2 separate regions of the Hordeum vulgare genome follow, and region 1 is linked to region 2. A link is a contact called in public Hi-C data. All regions are on one chromosome and are shown on one strand. Each heading gives the region's core, a stretch centred on a gene start, on an enhancer-like site or on the middle of the called end of the contact. The rest is flanking DNA. Distances are from core to core; before and after follow the strand shown. Region 1 holds the start of LOC123411800 (traB domain-containing protein). Region 2 holds the start of LOC123412456.

Evidence for each region. Hi-C and Micro-C count contacts between places; a contact is called where the count stands out from the background.
Region 1: a contact with region 2 is called in a Hi-C map of leaf, with 5 times the contacts expected there. The contact joins the promoter of LOC123411800 here to the promoter of LOC123412456 in region 2. A contact is called at or near these places in 1 of 6 Hi-C or Micro-C datasets (leaf) and 1 of 1 datasets of contacts at active chromatin or transcription factors (embryo).

The regions. Positions count from the first base shown.
Region 1 is chr7H:226,794,314-226,799,689 of MorexV3_pseudomolecules_assembly, reverse strand. It overlaps LOC123411800 (traB domain-containing protein), which reads right to left and starts at 1,682. Exons shown (of 7, transcript XM_045104762.1): 1 at 1,289-1,682; 2 at 1,081-1,196; 3 at 906-994; 4 at 723-797; 5 at 444-536; 6 at 217-312; 7 at 1-84. The coding sequence starts at 1,632.
Region 2 is chr7H:226,184,620-226,190,005 of MorexV3_pseudomolecules_assembly, reverse strand. LOC123412456 reads left to right here and starts at 1,711. Exons shown (of 1, transcript XM_045105405.1): 1 at 1,711-4,316. The coding sequence starts at 2,137. The coding sequence ends at 4,206.

The DNA of each region.
Region 1 (5,376 bases), core at 433-2,932, 610 kb before region 2:
GTTCATATGCCCCTTCCCCATGACCCCAACCACCGTCTTGCTCTTGTTCACGGCCTTGCTCCTCTTTAGGGACCAAGCCAGGAACTGAGAAGCAACACATGCAAAAATAATAATATATACGTTCATGCTTCAGAGGCAAATATTGGTTTGTTTTCAGATGAAGTACGGAGTAAGTTGGAATTTTCAGATGAAAGTTGCGGAGAAGCGCCATCGTACCATGTCGCGCTCATGTATGAGAGGCTGGAGCAGTGAAGGATATGAGCTGCTAAGCTTCTCGTACAACTCGTATGGGCTAACCGCAGCTTTCTCATCCTGCTGCTGATAGTTAGCAGTCAGACATGCATGTCAGTAAGACTAAGACAGTAATAACTGCAAACGCTGGTACTTTGGCAAATTGATTAACAAGAAGATTGGAAACAGGAGCACGAGTAGGTAGCACTTACCGGCATATCGGTTGTTGAAGTGATTCCACGGAATAATGAGATTATGAGTTTCGTCTTTTCATCCCAGCTGAGGGATTTCAAAGCTCGTTCAAGCTACAAGAACAAAATGTGACACCATCAGTGACACACATATAACTAGCATATGATCAGCTTGCTTTTGCGGATGTGCGCTGTTGTGAACACACTCTTCTCCTTATTCAATGAAAATGGAAGTCTTTTGCCTCGTTTCAAAAAAAAAAAAAAAATGATCAGCTTGCTTAATTGCAGATGTCCACATACAGTTATTTCAATGGGGCGATCCCCAAGAACGAGCTGAGCACCAATATCTTCAGACACCCTCCTAGCTGCTCGGAACTGCAGGAGCATTACATATTTACATTAGTAACAAAACAATTTGAGGTGCTGACTCGTTCCATAACAAATTAACATTATGTGAAATATTGACATGGCCAAACAGAGTACCTCCTCCCCAAACGGCCTGTTCGCGCCAGAAGAAATCTTGGACGAAAACACAGCTAGGAGCAAACGCAGAGCAAGAGCACTCTGTCCACCTGCACCGTCCCGAAAAGATGGCAATGAAATCAACAGCGTTCCATTTGTTCGACGAATCTCAGGTAGTACATACAGTACTACATACCCAGGTTGATGCTCCGGTTGACGGCTCCGAAGAACTTGGTGCCACCGAGCGAGAACATGTTGGATTTCAACAGCGGCTCGCCGGAGGCGGCGTCGGAAGCGTACATGATCCCGGCTCTGTAGTAAGGGCACTGCAAAGGCACCGCTCAGATTTCCAAGAGAGAAACGGTGATGATATGTGATCGGTCGATCGGGATGCTGGATCATGCCTGCTCCGGCAGAGTTCGACGACGACGTTGTCGGGGCGGATGGCGCGGAGCACGCGCTCGACCTCATCGGCGGACTCCGCGGAGAGGTGCGAGGTCCCGAGGATCCACACCTCGTCGGGCTCAGCGAAGTCCGGCGGCCGCCACGCCGGCACCGGCCCGAACCGCCGCCGCGGGATGCGCACCAGTGCGCCGGACTCGACCAACTCAGCCAGCGCGGGGTTCGAAGCGGCTGTGGTGGCACGCGTGTCGGCGAGTGACGCGGACCGGTAGTCGAAGCACGGCGGCGGAGGCGGCAGGGGCGGCCGGAAGGACGCGGCGGTGGATGGCGTGGGGCCCGCTGCCATTTCTTCTTCTGGTTTGTGGTGCCCCCGCAGACGGATGGCGTAGATGGGCTCGGTGCCACTAGCCTAGTCGCGTTACGCCGATCTCGGATTTTCCGCAAGATTTTTGTGACACATTGCGCCGTGCACTGGGCTAATTGCAGAAAACAATAAGAGGCGCATTAAGCGCCGAATAGGATCTGGCCCAAACCTCTCCTATCAAATTTACGATTTTTTTTCACTCTACGAAACTTCTTCTAAAATTTCAAATTTTTTTAATAATTGTGAACTTTTTTTGACAATGTGAACTACTTTCAATTTTTATGAAAAAAAATTAGATTCATGTTTTTTTAAGTCAATAGTCAGCTGGTCAATCCGTCAGTGATCAACCGGCCATAGTCGACCGTGAAAACCGAGCAAGGGGGAGTGAGCAACGCTCATTTTGCTTGCTGATCCGGCCGACAAAAATAGCGTGTGAGCGTCGCTCGGCTTACATGCCGCAAAAGGCGTTGTATAGACGTCACAAGGTTTGGTAGATTGTATCCCTAATTTGGCTAAGTTGAGTGTGTGATGCGAAGCATCTTACGGTCATCCTCATGTACACTCCCACTACTTCCCAAACCCAAGTGTCATTGAACATAAAGTGAACCCGTTTCTAAATCCCTCTCATTTCAATTCACTCGAGACATGGACGCTACCTCAAGCGAAAACACTATGAATGCTTAGGTACCATGAAGGTGACCTGTGAGACACTCGGAGTGATGGCCAAGACCCACGAAGAGGGACGATGAAGATCATCAAATGGAGGCCCGCGAAGCCTACAGCGGCCGGACATCCGGCCCATGGCCCGGACATTCGGCGAGTGAATGTGACGTCCTCGGTTTGATCGTACGCTAACCAAACACGCAAATGCGTACAACCAAGCTCAAGGACTCACGAAAAGATATCATAACACAACTCTTAGACACATATAAAACATACAAGCTTCCTATTACAAGCCAGGGGTCTCGAGGGCTAGAATATAGAAGCTCGATAAACACACGAGTCAGCGGAAGCAACAAATATCTGAGTACAAACATTAAACATGAGGTGCCTTAGAGAAGGCTAGCACAAAAGATACAACGATAGAACGAGGCGAAGGCCTCCTGCTTGGGAGCCTCCTAACTACTCTTGGTCTTCAGCGGCCTCTACGTAGTAGTAGGCACCGTCGGGGTAGCGGTCGTCATCGACAGGATACTCCATCTCCTAGGCTCCATTATTTGGTCGCAGCCACGGATCAAGGGGGAAAGGGGAGCAAAGCAACGGTGAGTACTCATCCAAAGTACTCGCACGACAAACATAAGAACTATGCTAAGTATGCATCAGTATCAAGGAAAGGGGGTTATATGCATGAGCAATGCGACAATAGAGAGAGAAGGCCTAGTCCTAACAAAGACTAGCATCTTCAACGGTCTTGCAGCAATAGACGAGAGTAGAACAAGGTAACACAAATACTAGTCATATTGTTGCAGCAATATTAATATGAGGTCACGCCCAGAGATTCTCCCTCGACTCCCTGCGAGGAAGCAATCCCGGAGCAACATTCCAGTTAAGTAACAGTTGTAGTTGTATAAGATCGGGGCACAACTACAAGTCGTCCTATAACCGTGGACAAAGGTATTCGAATAGATAAGTTCTTCCCTGCACGGGTGCACAACATATTCCCCGTCACGCTCGATAAACTCTAGTCGGACACACTTCCCTGGGTCATGCCCGGCCTCGGATCATCGACACGTTGCAGCCCCACCTAGACTCAACAGAGAGGCCAACCCGCCGGTCTAAATCCTAAGCACGCACGGGTCATGGGCCCATCACCCTTTGCACTCCTGCACGATGCGAGGGCGGGCAAAGTTAGTCCTAGCACCCCTTATTACAAGCGCGATGCCTATCCGGACCACTCGGGCGCGCGCCGCTCCATTGCTGACGTCTGAAGAGGTTCGGCTCATACCACGACGCCGAGTACGCATAACTTCTCCCACATAGACAGTTAATGCGTAATAAGGTCTCCGACCAACACAGATCAAATACCCAAATCCATTAACATTTCAATTAACTCAACGATACAACCACACGGGAATCCACCCGCCAAACATTATTCATCAATGTTCCCGGTAACATGGTCATGTAACTGTGTGGTTGTAACATGAGGGGGATTCGAGGTATCACCCTCGTTGGATTCCGAACGATGTAACCATCAAGGTGGACATAGAGGAATCACCCTCGAGGGTCTCTCACTTGAGGGGTTGCATGATAGAGTCATCGTCGGGAGTGGTGAAGGAGGAATCACCCTCGATAACCACGACCGACTAGCTGCACTACAGAGATATCATCATGAGTACTTCACGTGGTGTCACCCTCGGTACCCGATAGTAGCTCTGAAATGTCGTACAACTAAGGGGGGTGTAAGTGTTGTGTCGGGCCTTGGCTCGTCGATCAGGGATCGAGACTTGATGATAAACCGGGGCAACTGGACTAAGGGACGGAGGATGACTGCTCCACCTATACTAAACAGTTTTAAGGTGCAGTAGAATAATGTAGCACTTCATCAAAATTTGGCTATGCATTAGATATAGGAGCTAACTACAACAGTAGCAAAATTCTAATGCAAGCATGAGGGAGAAAGAAATAGGCGGTATAGGGATGATCAAGGGGGGGGTTGCTTGCCTTGTTGCTCTATGACAAATGGCTGGTCGTCAGGAGGGTAGATGTACCCGGCAGCAGCGTCGGTCTCGGGGTCTACCAATAAGAAGAGGGGGGAAGAAACAATAAATATAACACCGATGCAAACACTAAGCATGACATGGCAAAGCAGGGTTAGGCATGAGCTAACGCAGTGCTATCCACCATAGACAGGTCAGGAAAATAACAGATGATATTTCCCAGGTCTCTGGCTACTACCGGTTAGACGAAAACGATGGCAAAGTTCCACGTTTGCTATGCTAGGGACGCGAGACAAACGGACGGATAGCGTATTCGGGTTCGTCTCGTTTTGCAGATGAACTTTCATGTTTAAAAATATTTTCATCTGACTTACGGTTTATTTTATATTAATTTTTAAAGTTTTATTAATTATTTAGGAATTAATAGATTTAATTATATTAGATAATTAAATAGGACATCGCGATGATGTCAGCATGACATTAGCAGTCAACAGGGTTTGACTGGTCAAATATGATCAGTGGGTCCCAAGTGTCATAGACACATTTTAATTTTTAGATTAACAAATAATTAATCAATTTAATTAGTAGGAGGGACCCACGTGTCATACTATCTAAAACAAAATAATAAAACACATTAATTAACAGTTTCACTAATTAACCTATTAATCTTAATTGTCATATTAATTAATTCACTATTTATTTATTAATTAAACTATTTATTAATTATTATTTTTATATTTTTATTTCAACGGGGGGTGTGGGGCCTCCCTTGTCAGTGGGAGTGGGGGGTTGGCCCCACATGGCAGTGGCCCACCGGCCAAATACACACACGCACACATATTCTGTACATAATTTTTATACATACACACATAAACACATGCCTACCTATACATACATATCCACATACACCTGCATACATACATTTTTATATATCCATTTTTTTTCTTATTCTTTTTCCTTTCTTTTCACTAAACAACTACACGGCTAATCCCCTCCTAACAGGAAGGGCCACGGGCGCGGTGGAGGCCGTCGGCCACGGTGCGGCCGAAGTAGAGGGTGTGTCGAAGTT
Region 2 (5,386 bases), core at 462-2,961:
AGTTAAAAAACATAAAACATAATAACATTAACATTAAAAACGTCCCAGTTTTCACGGCCACAAAACGGCCCAGTTTTGACATAATTAACATAAAAAAGAAGCCCGTCGTTGCCGTGGCCGTCGCCGTCTTCACTGGCCGCCGGTGACGTCGTCGTCGTCGTCGTTGACGAGGTCGACGTAGGCCGGCGACGTCTAGAGGTGGGCCGGCGGGCCATGGTGCGCGGGGGCGGACTGGAAGCTGGCCTGCACCACCTCCTCCCGTGGCGAGGCGTCCCGCTCCGGTGACCGCGGCGGTGTGGGGCACCAGTTCACGACCCACACTGCCTGCGCCATCTCCGGCGCGGTGCACGACCAACCCCATGACGCGCCCATCAGTTCCGGAGGGAACGTGGCCACCTCCTCCTCCCCCATCTGCTCGGGGATGGCGACGTCGCCGGCCGCAGAGAGGGCCATGGCGCGGTCCAAGCCCGGCCATTGGCACTCATCATGTGTCGTCATGGAGTCCTCCATGACGCGATGCATGAGCCGGGCCTCCTCCTCCTCCGTCATGCGAGGAGGTGGAGGTGGTGACGGAGACGGGGAAGGCGAGGACGTGGGCGTGAGGCCGCGCACCCGTGTACGCCCGCGCACCTCCCGTGCCCGCGGCGGCCCCGAGACCGTGCCAGCGAAGTAGGAGGCACGCTGCACGTCGTGCTCGTCCCTGAGCCAGGTGTCCTAGAGGGTGGAGTCGGCGGCGTACCTTTCGTCGTAGTAGAGGTCGTCGGGGAGGAGGCGACGACGACGCTCGATCTCCTTGCGGCGCGCACGGTCGCTCGTCGGCACCGGCGAGATAGGGACGCGGTCGGCGGAGAGGTGCCACGCGTTGGGGAGGTGGACGTCGCTCCACGGACCGGCGTCTTCGTCTCCCAGTAGCGCCGGCATACCTCAACATTGAGGTACTGCCGGTCGCGATGGCTGGCTGGCCTAGGGCGATGGTGAAGGGAGCCGCGGCGGAGGCACGGCGCGGTGGCGATGCGGCCTCCTCCTTCACGAAGCCGCGGCGGCGGCCCGACGAGGAGCCAGCCTCGCGGTTGTGGTTGCCCTTGCGGTCGTAGTTCCACAGGCCCATGGCTGCTGCGATGTGGGCGGCCGGCGAGTTCGAGGAGGCTGCTAGGGTTCACGGCTGTCGGGTTTCGAGAAGGTCGAGGGGTGTCGATGGGAACTGTGGACGACGATCGGTCCACGGCTTCCCCATTTAAGAAGGACCGTGATCGTTCCCTAGGCGGAGGACAGATGGGCCCGGCCGCTCGTGCGCATTGATGTGGACGGTGGAAGGTAGGTGGCCGCCTGCCACGCGTCCCGGCACGGACGAGCGCATCTGTTTGATGTCCGCCGCGATTCAAATCCCGCGCAAGTTTGCGTTCGAAATGAAGCGTGCCGGACACAACACGGACAAGATGAATCTGGACCGTCTCACGCTGGGTCGACCTGTTTGTTCCTTTTACCCCCAAACGGACGGGACTGACAGAACGGGTCGTCCAGTGAAGTTGGCCGAATCGCATAGGATAGAGATCTCATTGTAACCACGGTAATTTTAGGCACAACGGAACAGACGGTAGTCGGTAGTAGTAGTACCGTGTCAACGTCAAGGGCGACCTCTAGTCTATGTTGGAAAGCATAAATACTGGAGGAAAAAAACAGTAAAAATCCATGAATCCGGGGGAGTGGGAAAGCAACTCTGTCTGCTCTGGTTTACGATTCCACGATCATACGTAAAAGAGAATGTATGTTCAGGTTGAAGACAATCCTATATAATCATCTGTGAGTCAGCGGTTTTCTCATTGACTGGCACTGCGTAGCAGCCTCCATGAACCAGATGGGTGCTCCTTCACGCTTTGTTGCTACGTCGCTGTCTGCGTGAGCCTAAGGAGAAACTAAAACTTTCCCCCGGCAGCAGGAGATCCACTGGCGCGCACATCGTCGTTCATCACCAGCTACAGCTAGCGAAGCAAACAAGGAGCCGGGAAGAGGCGGCCGCGGCCGGCCCCCGGCCATCCGGTCGCTGTCCGACAGCTCCTAGACAGCAGCGTCGACCGCGCCCGGCCGGCGCCCCCGCCGAGCTAGCTAGCCCAACGACAGCCCGCCCATGAGGCAACCATGCTCTTCCTCTTCACAAAGTACTTATCCAGGGGCAGCAAGAACGCGGCAGCCGGCGACGACGACGACAAGAGGCAGAGGCAGAAGCAGAAGCAGAAGCAGCGCGAGATGCCGGCGGCATCGGCGTCGAATGGTCCTGCGGACAGCGAGCACGGCTGCATGCCCGGCTGCGTGCCTGTGCGCGCCAAGCGGACGGCCACGGTCACGACCGTCACGACCACGTCGGCGAGGACGTCGCGGCACAACTTCGTCAGGTCGGCAGCGTCGGGGCTGTTCCCCGGGGCGCCGGTGTTCACCAACCACGAGTCCCTCCCCGCGCTCCCCGAGGCCTACTCGGAGTTCGCCGCCGCGTTCCCGCAGTACGGCGGGCTAGCCGGCACGGCGGACGCGATCAGGGACGGGGAATACAGGCACCTCGACCGCCACGTCTGCCTGGACTACAACGGGATGAACCTCTTCTCCCACGCGCAGATGAACTCCTCGGTGCCCTCCACGTCCGCTCCGGCGGAGCCGTCGGCGTGGCAGCCGCCCTTCTTCGACATCGCGTACAGGTCGGCGAGCCTGCGATCGCAGGTGCAGCAATGCGGGGACGGCATCGCCGCCGAATCCGCGGCGGGAGGAGGCATCAGCGGCGCCGTTACGAGGCGCATCATGGCGTCCCTCAAGATCCCCGAGGATGAGTACACCATGGTGTGCACGGCGAACCGGACCACAGCCTTCCGGCTCCTGGCCGAATCCTACTCCTTCACTCCCGGCGGCGGCAGGAAGAAGCTGCTCTCTGTGTACGACTACGAGAGCGAGGCGGTGGGTGCCATGGCCCAGAGCGCGCGCAACCGCGGCGCGGAGGTCATGCACGCGAGCTTCGCGTGGCCGAGCATGCGCGTCCACGCCGCAGACCTCCGCAAGAAGCTGCTCCGTGGGCGGCGGCGGCAGCGCGGCCGTGGTCTCTTCGTGTTCCCGCTGGTGTCCCGGATGACCGGCGCGAGGTACCCGTACCTCTGGATGAGCGCCGCGGCGGAGCAGGGGTGGCACGTGGCGCTGGACGCGTGCGCGCTCGGCGCCAAGGACCTCGACACCCTCGGCCTCTCCCTCCTCCGCCCGGACTTCATCGTCTGCAATTTCTTCAAGGTGTTCGGCGAGAACCCCTCGGGCTTCGCCGGGCTGTTCGTCAAGAAGGCCAGCCTCGGCGCGCTCGAGCGCTCCGCGGTCGCGCGCAGCATCGGCATCGTCAGCATCGTTCCGGCGCGGCGGTGGTCGCTCCGCGACGACTACTCCACCGACCTTGAGCACTCGCTCACCTTCCACAAAGCGGTCGACCCGCCAACGGCGGACGATGTCGATCTTGATACCAGCTGCTCCTTTTCCGGTCCGCTCAGCGCCACCGCCACCGCCACCGCCACCGGTCGCAGGACCGACGAGGCCGAGAACGGCGACACTCCGGAAATTTGCGAGGTGGACCGTAGGCCATCCGAAGCCGAAGAAGACACTCGGCCATGGCCGCCGCCAGCAGCAGTCGAAGCAGAGGAGGAGCGCGTGCTGGAGGTGGAGTGCAGGGGGCTGGACCACGCGGACGCGCTGGGCCTCATCGCCATCGGCAACCGGCTGCGGTGCATCAGCAACTGGCTGGTGGTGGCGATGCAGAAGCTACGGCACCCGCACCCGGAGCACGGCGGAGGGAAGCAGCTGGTACGGGTGTACGGGCCGCGCGTCAAGTTCGAGCGGGGGCCCTCGCTGGCGTTCAACGTGTACGACTGGAAGGGGGAGAAGGTGGCGCCGGCGCTGGTGCAGAAGCTTGCCGACCGGCAGGGCATCTCCCTCACCTGCGGCTTCCTGCGGAACATCTGGTTCGCTGACAAGTATGAGGCCGACAGGAGCGCCGTCCTTGAGCAGGCAAGCGACGGCGGCGGCGAGATGGGGATCCATGTGGTGAATGCGTCGCTGGGGTTCTTGACCAACTTCGAGGACGCGTACAAGCTGTGGGCGTTCGTGGCCAAGTTCTTGGACGCCGACTTCGTGGAGAAGGAGAGGTGGAGGTACACGGCGCTCAACCAGAAGACCGTCGAAGTGTAGGTCGCCACCACCATGTTCTGTTCACTGCGTCATTTGTTCACCACGTCGTTCTTCTGTACTGCATTTGGGAATACATGCAACCACTGGTCAAGAGGAAGCCGTTCGGCCCATCTGAAAGCTTTTAGAACAACTCTATCATGTATAATCATGACATGCAAACGCGTATTGCAGTTCGATGAAGTGGGTTGCGGGACGAAAAATTACGTTGCAGAACAAAACCCGCATAATGAAACTGCATAATTTGAAAAATAAACATTCGCGGGCGAAATTAGAACCATAGTTATGATCATACAAACTACATTCAGTACTAGAGGGGGGCATCACCTACTGGAGCCAAGGAAAAAAATAGCGTGCTATTTGAAATAGCGCAGCCTTCAAAAAAACACTATGAACGAAATAGCGTGCTAATAGCATGCTATTTTGCAAAATAGCGTGTCACAAAACATTGTTCAGATTTCAGCATATAGCAACACAAATGACAGATTTCAGCAGCTAAAACCAAGGCTAAACCATTGTTCAGATAGCAAAGCATGGTCCAGATATAGGCATATAGCATTGTTCAGAGTTCAATAGTTCATACATCGAGATTTCAGACAAACAAAGTAGACAGATAAATTAAACAGCCAACAAACAAGGTCCAGAATAGCAGAAATAAGGACTTAGGACTTTAGGAGCCACCCAATAGCGATGCATAAGCTCAATCAGAATCAGATGAACTCGCTGCCATGGCATCATCATCCGAATCAGAAGAAGAACCCGCAGATTGCAGCTCATCATCTCGCCGATAATGGGCTGATGAAAAATTCGTCTCAAAAAAATAGCGCCGCGTCGAAAAAATAGCGTCGATACACGCTATAGCGCGAAATTGCCGTATTTAACGCGAATAGTGTCGTAGCGAGTGAAATATGCACAACATAGCGTTTAGTTTTCAAATACGCTATTAGTGCGCTATTTTTTTCTTTGACTCGAGCTCATCGGAGCTCACCAGAGCTACTACCTATCTTACCGCACTACGCAAAATGGAGCTGACCGGAGTCGAGCTCGTGCAGTAGTAGATATCCTACATTCAGTCGTCGTCCTCGTTAGAGGAGAGCTCGACGTAGATGCGCTTCTGCGCACTCGCTTCGTGACGCCACTCCTCCACCTTGTGGCCGAAGGCGATGGCCGACGCGACACCCTG